Regions from separate parts of the Drosophila melanogaster genome. Here region 1 is linked to region 2. A link is a contact called in public Hi-C data. All regions are on one chromosome and are shown on one strand. The core of a region is the stretch at or near the end of the contact, and the rest is flanking DNA. Distances in the headings are between cores, read along the strand shown. Region 1 holds the start of CG34408. Region 2 holds the start of lncRNA:CR42767 (long non-coding RNA:CR42767).

Evidence for each region. A called contact is a pair of places that touch in the nucleus more often than the background predicts.
Region 1: a Hi-C map of the Kc167 cell line shows a contact between it and region 2, with 1.8 times the contacts expected there. The contact joins the promoter of CG34408 here to the promoter of lncRNA:CR42767 in region 2. A contact is called at or near these places in 14 of 107 Hi-C or Micro-C datasets (the D17-c3 cell line, the Kc167 cell line, the OSC cell line and 6 more) and 1 of 6 datasets of contacts at active chromatin or transcription factors (the Kc167 cell line).

What each region holds. Positions count from the first base shown.
Region 1 is chrX:10,218,209-10,222,279 of dm6, forward strand. It overlaps CG34408, which reads left to right and starts at 1,902. Exons shown (of 15, transcript NM_001298146.1): 1 at 1,902-2,532; 2 at 3,155-3,374; 3 at 3,658-4,056. The coding sequence starts at 2,341. CG15308 reads right to left here and starts at 931. Exons shown (of 2, transcript NM_144289.4): 1 at 865-931; 2 at 1-169. The coding sequence starts at 870. It also overlaps asRNA:CR45629.
Region 2 is chrX:9,556,681-9,560,452 of dm6, forward strand. It overlaps lncRNA:CR42767 (long non-coding RNA:CR42767), which reads right to left and starts at 1,786. Exons shown (of 2, transcript NR_037724.2): 1 at 1,644-1,786; 2 at 859-1,581. It overlaps Cubn (Cubilin), which reads right to left. Exons shown (of 15, transcript NM_167193.2): 13 at 3,139-3,772; 14 at 2,393-3,068; 15 at 1,985-2,334. The coding sequence ends at 2,081.

The sequences.
Region 1 (4,071 bases), core at 652-3,151, 660 kb after region 2:
CACGGCGAACCACCGGCACACGGCGGACCACAGGCACACTGCGCACCACCGGAACGGAGCGAATAACGGGCACGGAACGGACCACCGGAACGGAGGACACCGGCGAGTAGATGACACTGCACTGGGCGAGGGCCATGCAGGCGGCGATCAGGAAGGCGGCGATGAAGAACTGCAGGGATGTTAAGAATCGGAAATGGTCAGTTAAAAGCAAACACAAAATTGAGGATAGTTTAGATTAGAGGATCTAGCAAAAAGGAACTAAAAATGTCCACATATTTTATTGATATTATCTAACTATCTAAGTATCTAACTATGTAACTTTCTATGTATCTAACTATCTAAGTATCTTACTATCTTGCTATCTTGCTATCAAACGATTTAAGAATCTAACTATGTAACTACCTAACCTTCTAAGTATCTTGCAATCTAACAATCTATAAGATTTTTATATACATCTATAATATATTTATACTAAATTAACATTTGTTATACATTTTAAATGCACCTTTTGTGCACGTTCATAAAAAGTGTATAATTTATTTATTGCAACATTAAAATGTAAACAATTTAGGTGATTTTCAAATTAAAAGCCATTTTTATGGGCAACACATTAAAAAAATTTCAGACTGCAGACGATAAAAAAAACCAGAACACAATTAAGATCACTTTTTCTTCACAAATTTTGCTGATGCACACTGTTTTTTTTTTTTATTATTACTGTTTTTATAATTCAACATTCTACTTATTTTCACATAAAAAAAAAAACTTGAAACCTTGAACTTGTATTTGTATTTGTTTCGTTATCGTACATTCACAATTTGGTCAGCTATCCTTTGTTTCGTATCCTTGCGACCTTCAACTCACCTTCATGTTTCCAAACTTTGTTCTTTTTGAGTAAGTTGTGCTTGGAGGACTGGACAATTTGTGCTGATCTGTCGCCGGTTACGATGATCTTATATACCCGTAGTGTCAAGAATCTGAAAAGTGGAGCAATAAAACTGGCCAAAAAGAACGTATACGGATGCAAATTTTGTGCGGGGTTCGTTTAATTGTTTAGATATTGATTTTGGGATGCCATTATCATTGATATTTGCCAGATTTACCAGAGACGATCGAACAATGCGTGCCGAAGTCATAACTTATTTGAGACGCCTTTCAAATCGCCAAAACAATGAGGACGTTGTTCCTTTTGCGACAGGTGATCATCTCACCTGGCGAATTTCCGCACCTTTGATGAATTCTTGTGCAAATTGCTTCATTGCTTCATAAACTTTGTGCTGGGTTTACTGTCTTCGTTTTTTTTTTGGCTTTTTCTATTTTTGGCTAAACTCAATTTATGAGCCCATTGTCCACGCCCATTATGATTTTCGGTTCACCGAAAATAATGCAAATTTATGCAAATTTCAGTGAAGCTTCCTCAACACAAATAGCGCAAAAACACAAAAATTGTTTGCTTTTGGTTTTCTCATACAAAATATTTTGGCAATGTGAAAAGTAACATTATTAGTTTTTAATTATGCTATAATCTTTTACACAACTAATCTCTCTTTAATTTCGCTGTTTAATTGCCCTAATGCTTTTGAGCGAATTTCTTTTGATGTTCGAGAGTCTTTTGGTAGTTTACCTTTTTTGTTTAATAAACATTTATGTAAATCTATTGTTTAAGGCCACTTTCTCCCAGAAAAATAAATATCATACGAAAAATGGAAAACAATGAAGGGCTTTTGTTTAAGTTTCATTCATAGATAATTAGATGCAAAGCATATTATTAATATATTTAAATGTGTTTAAATTTTATAACTGTTATAAATTTGCTTAGCATTAATCAACACTTGCAATATCGATTGTCGATAGGCGCCGATAGTCCCGCCCAAGTACTAAAAAACACAGCTGTTTACATCGCTCCATCTCGCTCGCTCGCTTTTCGCTGTGGATTTCTATTTTTTTTTTTTATTGTATTAAACAAATCGCAAAAATAGGTCTTTAATGGCGGTGTAATCGAATCGTAGTTGTAAACAAAAACAAATAAAAGGGGCGGGAAGTGCGAGACAACATAAACATTTGGGGAACTTCGCATTTTGCAACATGAGAGCGGTCAATTAGCAAGTCAACAACAACAACAACAACATGGCGCACCTGCACCTAAATTCTTCATGTTGACGTCAACAAAGTGAAATCCGATCAAGAAATCGTAGCGATCGCAGAGAAGGGACCGCCATACGGATTATCGGGTGAATAGGAAGCATCGAGGAGGAGGAGGATTACCACGATCCCCAGGATCATCAGGAGCAGCAGAGTCCCCAGGATCCCTAGAGTCCTTGGACTCCTCACCACACCAGGATGTACTCCGAGTGGGCCTCGCTGTCTGCCCAAATCACAGCCAACAGCTGCGGCGCCCAGTGCTTCAGTGTGCTCAACAAATTCCCCGCCTCCGCCGGACGCGAAGTGGTCGTCTCCGTGGTCAAGCAGCTGGGCACCAATCTGGGCATCACGCAGAATGCAGAGCCCAGTCACCTGGTCAAAGACGAAGAGGTGGGTCATCGTAGCTGTCCCACACGGGATGGTTTACTATAAAGCAGGCTACTCGTGTAGAAAGCTGTAAAGATAATTGTTAGATAAATGTTTTATTACAATTACTTCTATATTATATACTATAGTCAATACTATATATTATATGGTCAGGAAGGGATTTTAGATTTCAGGAAATCTGCTTATTTTTTATGAGAAGCAAAGTAGTATCCTTAAAATGCCTAAAACGAAATAGTATATCTTATATCAAATTGAATCTTAAACCGGAAGTTAAACTTTCTTCATACAATTTTCTTAACTTTAAGACTTGCAAAAACATTGCTTACACACATGTCCAACAAAGCATTAGTTTAATGAGTGAAATAATGTATTAGTAATGTTCTGGAAAAGCTTCCATTAAATCCATAAAATTGTGCATGTAATTGCCAAATGAATGAATGCAAACTCAATTTATATTACCTCAATCTGGAAACGAAATATAATTGTTGTTTGTTGGTTTAATGTAGAATTGCTATTTATAGAATGCTTGGAATGTTCTCATAGAAAAATACGAGTTTTCCTTGGAATGGAAAATGTTGAAACTTAGATAACTCAGATTACTTACAATAACTCGATTCGATTCTAGGTAAAATGGTGCATGGACGTGATCTGCTTCGGACTTTCGCTTCCTCTGCAGGAACACGAGACGATCAAGGATTGCGTGAATGTGTACTGCGAGTGGCTGACGGCGCTGCATCCGCAGCCCAGGATCAGTGTACCGAAGCCGATATGCGAGGATGCCAATCTCTATGCTCGCCAGATCATCAATCACTTTCACAATCTGTTTGTGCCGCGCCAGGGCGAAAGTAAGTAGATGACCACCAGGCCCATGGATTTTATGATTTATATATGCTGTCCCTTAACCCCGCTCTAAATTTCAAGTCTTGCCATTTCTATACCAAACCACGCTTGGTAGGTTGCTCATGCTCTTTACATATACACACGTACATAGGTTGCTCTTGGGAAAAATAATGTCTAAGCTGTGAAAATGCTATTAATTCTTTGACAATATTTGTCCTACGAGTAGAGGACTAGAATCCATTCGAATATTAAAGGCCACAACTAATACTTACACTTAATGGCTTTCAGGTGCAGATACAATTAAACGGCAGGCAGTGCTCTGCCATCGGGTGCTACGAACTCTGCAGCAAACTGCTCAGATATCGCAGCTAATGGATCGGCAGACGTGGGACACGCTGCTTCTCTTTCTGCTGGCTATCAATGAGATCCTGCTGGCGCCGCCCACCGTCAAGGACGATGTGGGCGATCAGCTGTGCGAGCGTGTGCTATCCGTGCTCTTCGAGGTCTGGCTTCTGGCCTGCGTTCGCAGTTTTCCCTCACCGTCGATGTGGAAGACGCTGCAGGAGTCGTGTGCCATGTGGCGACACCGTGTAGCCCTCGTGGATCAATGGAATCGAGTGAACTTGGCACTAACCGCTCGCCTGCTGGAGTTCAGCTATGGTCCTGCGTTTCCACAGCTCAAGAATGGTGAGTTTCGTTATG
Region 2 (3,772 bases), core at 536-3,035:
AAATTTTCAATCGTACTATGCTCGACCATGGGAATTTTGTTCATATGAGCATTTTTAGCCAAGTTATGATGAAAATTCCGTTTGTAAATATCAACTTTTTGGCAAAATCCGTTTTTTCGAATTTCGGTCATCAAATAATCAGTTTTTTGGCCATAACTTTAAAAATAATTGTCTGAATATGGAATGTCATACCTCGTTGAGCTCGAAATTAAATTTCCAATCAAACTGTGTTCAAAAATGGTAATTCTATTTTTTTGAAATTTTTTGCAAATTTTGATGATGTTACCCCTTACAAAAAATGCGAAAATTGACTTAAAAATTAATTTCCCTAAAAACTTCAAAAAGTTATAGGGATCGTTAGTACTGGTAATTAGCTGCTCAAAACAGTTATTCTTACATCTATATGAGCATTTTTGGCCAAGTTATGATGAAAATTCCGTTTGTAAATATAAACTTTTTGGCTAAATCCGTTTTTCCGAATTTCGGTCATCAAATAATCAGTTTTTTGGCCATAACTTTAAAAATAATTGTCTGAATATGGAATGTCATACCTCGTTGAGCTCGTAATTAAATTTCCAATCAAACTGTGTTCAAAAATGGAAATTCTATTTTTTTGAAATTTTTTGCCAATTTTGACCCAAAAATTAATTTCCCCAAAACTTTGTTAGCACTAATAATTAGCTGTTCGAGCTACAGAGGTGATCAAAAGTATTTACACAACGTGCTTTTTTTTAATTGTCAAAAACCTACAAACATCAAACACAAAACACATCCAAATACAGTCAGCGACATGAACCGCATGCTGCCGATTAAGATGTGTAAAAATCTCAATTCAAGATTGCAATAAAGCGCATATTTAGTTCAACTGATCGATGTTTTTATTCTTTGCGATGGCTCATACAATATTTTGTTTTGTGTGTTTTCAGTGTATTTGTTACAACATTCGGTGTCTTCAGTGTGCGTTTCTGTGTAATAAGTGTTACTTCTAGTCCACTTTCAAATTCTGCTTTCTTTTAGTATTTTCACTGTAAGTAGTGTTAATTTCTGTGTTATCATATTCAAAGGAGAGTGCGTAAACTGGCAAAACTAATTGTAAATCGCAATAGATAACGTTAGGTGGCTGTGTTTAACGATTTAATCCGCTTGTGTTACCATTAATAAGTCCAGTGTCGTGGCATCGGAATTGGGTCGCCGAATGTTTCTTATCCGGCAGTTATAAATCATCGTGTTCATGAGTAGTAAGAAATCTAGTCCAACACGTGGCGAATCATGATCAATGTCCTTTCCTGGCTTAGATTCCTCGGATTCGGGCGAGGAATCAAGCCTTGTGCACTGTTGCTGTAACAATGTGTATGCGCTTTGGGGGGACTGTACTTTTACAGTCTAGTGTCGTGACATTTGCAGCTGGATGATCCTCCGGAATTGGGCCGCCGTCTGGTGCTCATCCGGCAGTTATGGAGCATCGTGTTCATGAGTTGTGAGTATTATTGTCGAATCATTATCAAAGTCGTTTCCTGGTTTGGATTCCTCGGATTTGGTTGAGGAACCAAGCCATGTGCCGACATTTCGTCGGCAATGTAGCTGTAACGATGTGTACGCGCTTTGAGGTGACTGTACTTTTAGTGTATTTCCTTCATACTCACTTTTTTTAAGTGTAAAAATTTTGCTACATTTTTGTAACTTGAGAAAATGCGACTAGCTTGTAGCCCGACTCGAAGGCAAATGAAATTTCTCTAGCCTGAACGACGAAATACAACTTTTGTTCAAAAAAGAAAAATGACAGTTAATTTCTCGGCCAACTAGATGTAGTTTTTCATATTACGGGTTATTTCTTGTTAAATTCATCTAGTCACCTTTGAAAATGGATTTTACATTTAGGTATACAGTACCCAAACACAATTTTATTTGGCATGACTGCGAAAAGGAGACGCCAGTCACAATGTAAGAACATTCAATATGATCCATTGAGAATGTGAGAAGTTATCCTTTATTTAGATGTATTTATTGCAATAGAAATGATTTAATTGTAGGAATTTTAAGCTTCTTAATACAGATTGCGGCTGAAGAAGAAATCAAGCGGTTAAGAACCGCCCAACAGGTGTCTGGGTATCTGATGGTCGGAGTAGACACCGGCAAAGCGGATCACCCAACCGATACCATCGTAGTTGACGGTCTTGTGAAAGCGGACGAGCACCTGGCTGCGCCGGCTCTTGTAGTACTTTGGGTTATCCTCGCCACAGAAGCGTCTCATTTCGCGCTCCTCACCGGTTGCGTCCTGTTCCAGGATTTGCAGGTAGTCCGTGTGACAGGTGGTCTTCGAGCCCAGATTGAAGACTAAACAAAGAATGGTTAATTATTAAATGCCATCGTTGTACAATTGCTTTCAACTCACCTTCAAATGTAAGGAACACAACATTGTTGCTCGGCACGCGGACAATCCACTGACACTCTGAGTTATTGCGCACATTGTTCGGATAGAAGGGATTTGAGAATATGCCCTCGGTATTGTAGAATTGACCACCGCAACCAGGACCCTTCTCCACCGGACTGGCCAAATAGGTGAGATCCAGCGAGGTCAAGTACGAGCCAGTCTTCATCTGTAGCCGCAGTTCATTCGCATTGCTGAACAGGCTCTTGCCCATGTCCACAAAGGAGCAGACGCGCTGCAGCGATCGATTCGTCCTGTCGAACACCTCCAAATTCTCCATTTCGCAGTCGTAGGTGCCGAATATCAATTCGGTGTAGTACAAACTTAAGGTGTAATTTGGTGGCGCCCGAATAATGATGTTACAATCGGCCGACTGTGATAAATGCACTCTGCCCTGCAGTCCATCGTAGTGGCGCTCTCGGTTGGAGTTCAGAGCGACCTGTAACTGAAATCCACCATGCTGCTCCAATCCCTTTGACCGGAACTTCAGATACACCTCGCTGGACCGGCCATAATAGATGTCCGGCTTCACATTGCCGCAGTACACATGCTCCGTGGCAAAGCCGAAACCGTTCTTACTGGAGGTCTGGCCATTGAATACCAGGTCGGTGCCCAATCCCTGCTCCAACAGCGGTGCATCCTAGATAGGAGAAAAGTTGAGATTAATTAAATTAAAGATACAAATTTAAAAAAAACATTTTTCAATTCACCTCACTATTGTAGATTTTCAAATAGTCATCCACGCAGCTACCATTTTGATTCGGTCCGTGGAGATCAAAGTTGACGAACTGCACCCTCAGCAGGGAATCGCCCTTAATTTTCCAGAAGCACGACACTCCATTGGGATAATTGCCACCTGGCGTCCTTGCCGGAGAATTAATGGTGACCTCCTTGGTGCCATCCGCACTCAACGTAATCTCTGAACTGCCGCATAGTCGGGGAATAGCATTGATGGTCACCTGGAAACCCGTATCCGTCACCTTATTATCGGTGACAAAGCGCATATAGAGCGTATGCCTGGTTGTTCTCAAGGTGGGCGGTTGATTCTGGCCACAAAAACGTCCGATAATGTCGGCAAAGGTTCCGCCACCATCGCGCAACTCCACATAATCACTGCGGCATCCGTCCGTGTCTTGGACATGGAAATTACTGAACTCCACGCTTATCTGCTGATCAGGATTCACCCGGAATACTATTTGACAGTCCAAATCGTTTTGATAACCGCCAGCGTTGTTAAATTTGCTATAGACATAACGCGACGATCCGTTCAGCGAGATCTTCTCATCGCAATTTGGCATTACGCGCACCAAGGCACGGAATCCCCTCGATGGATCCCGATCATCC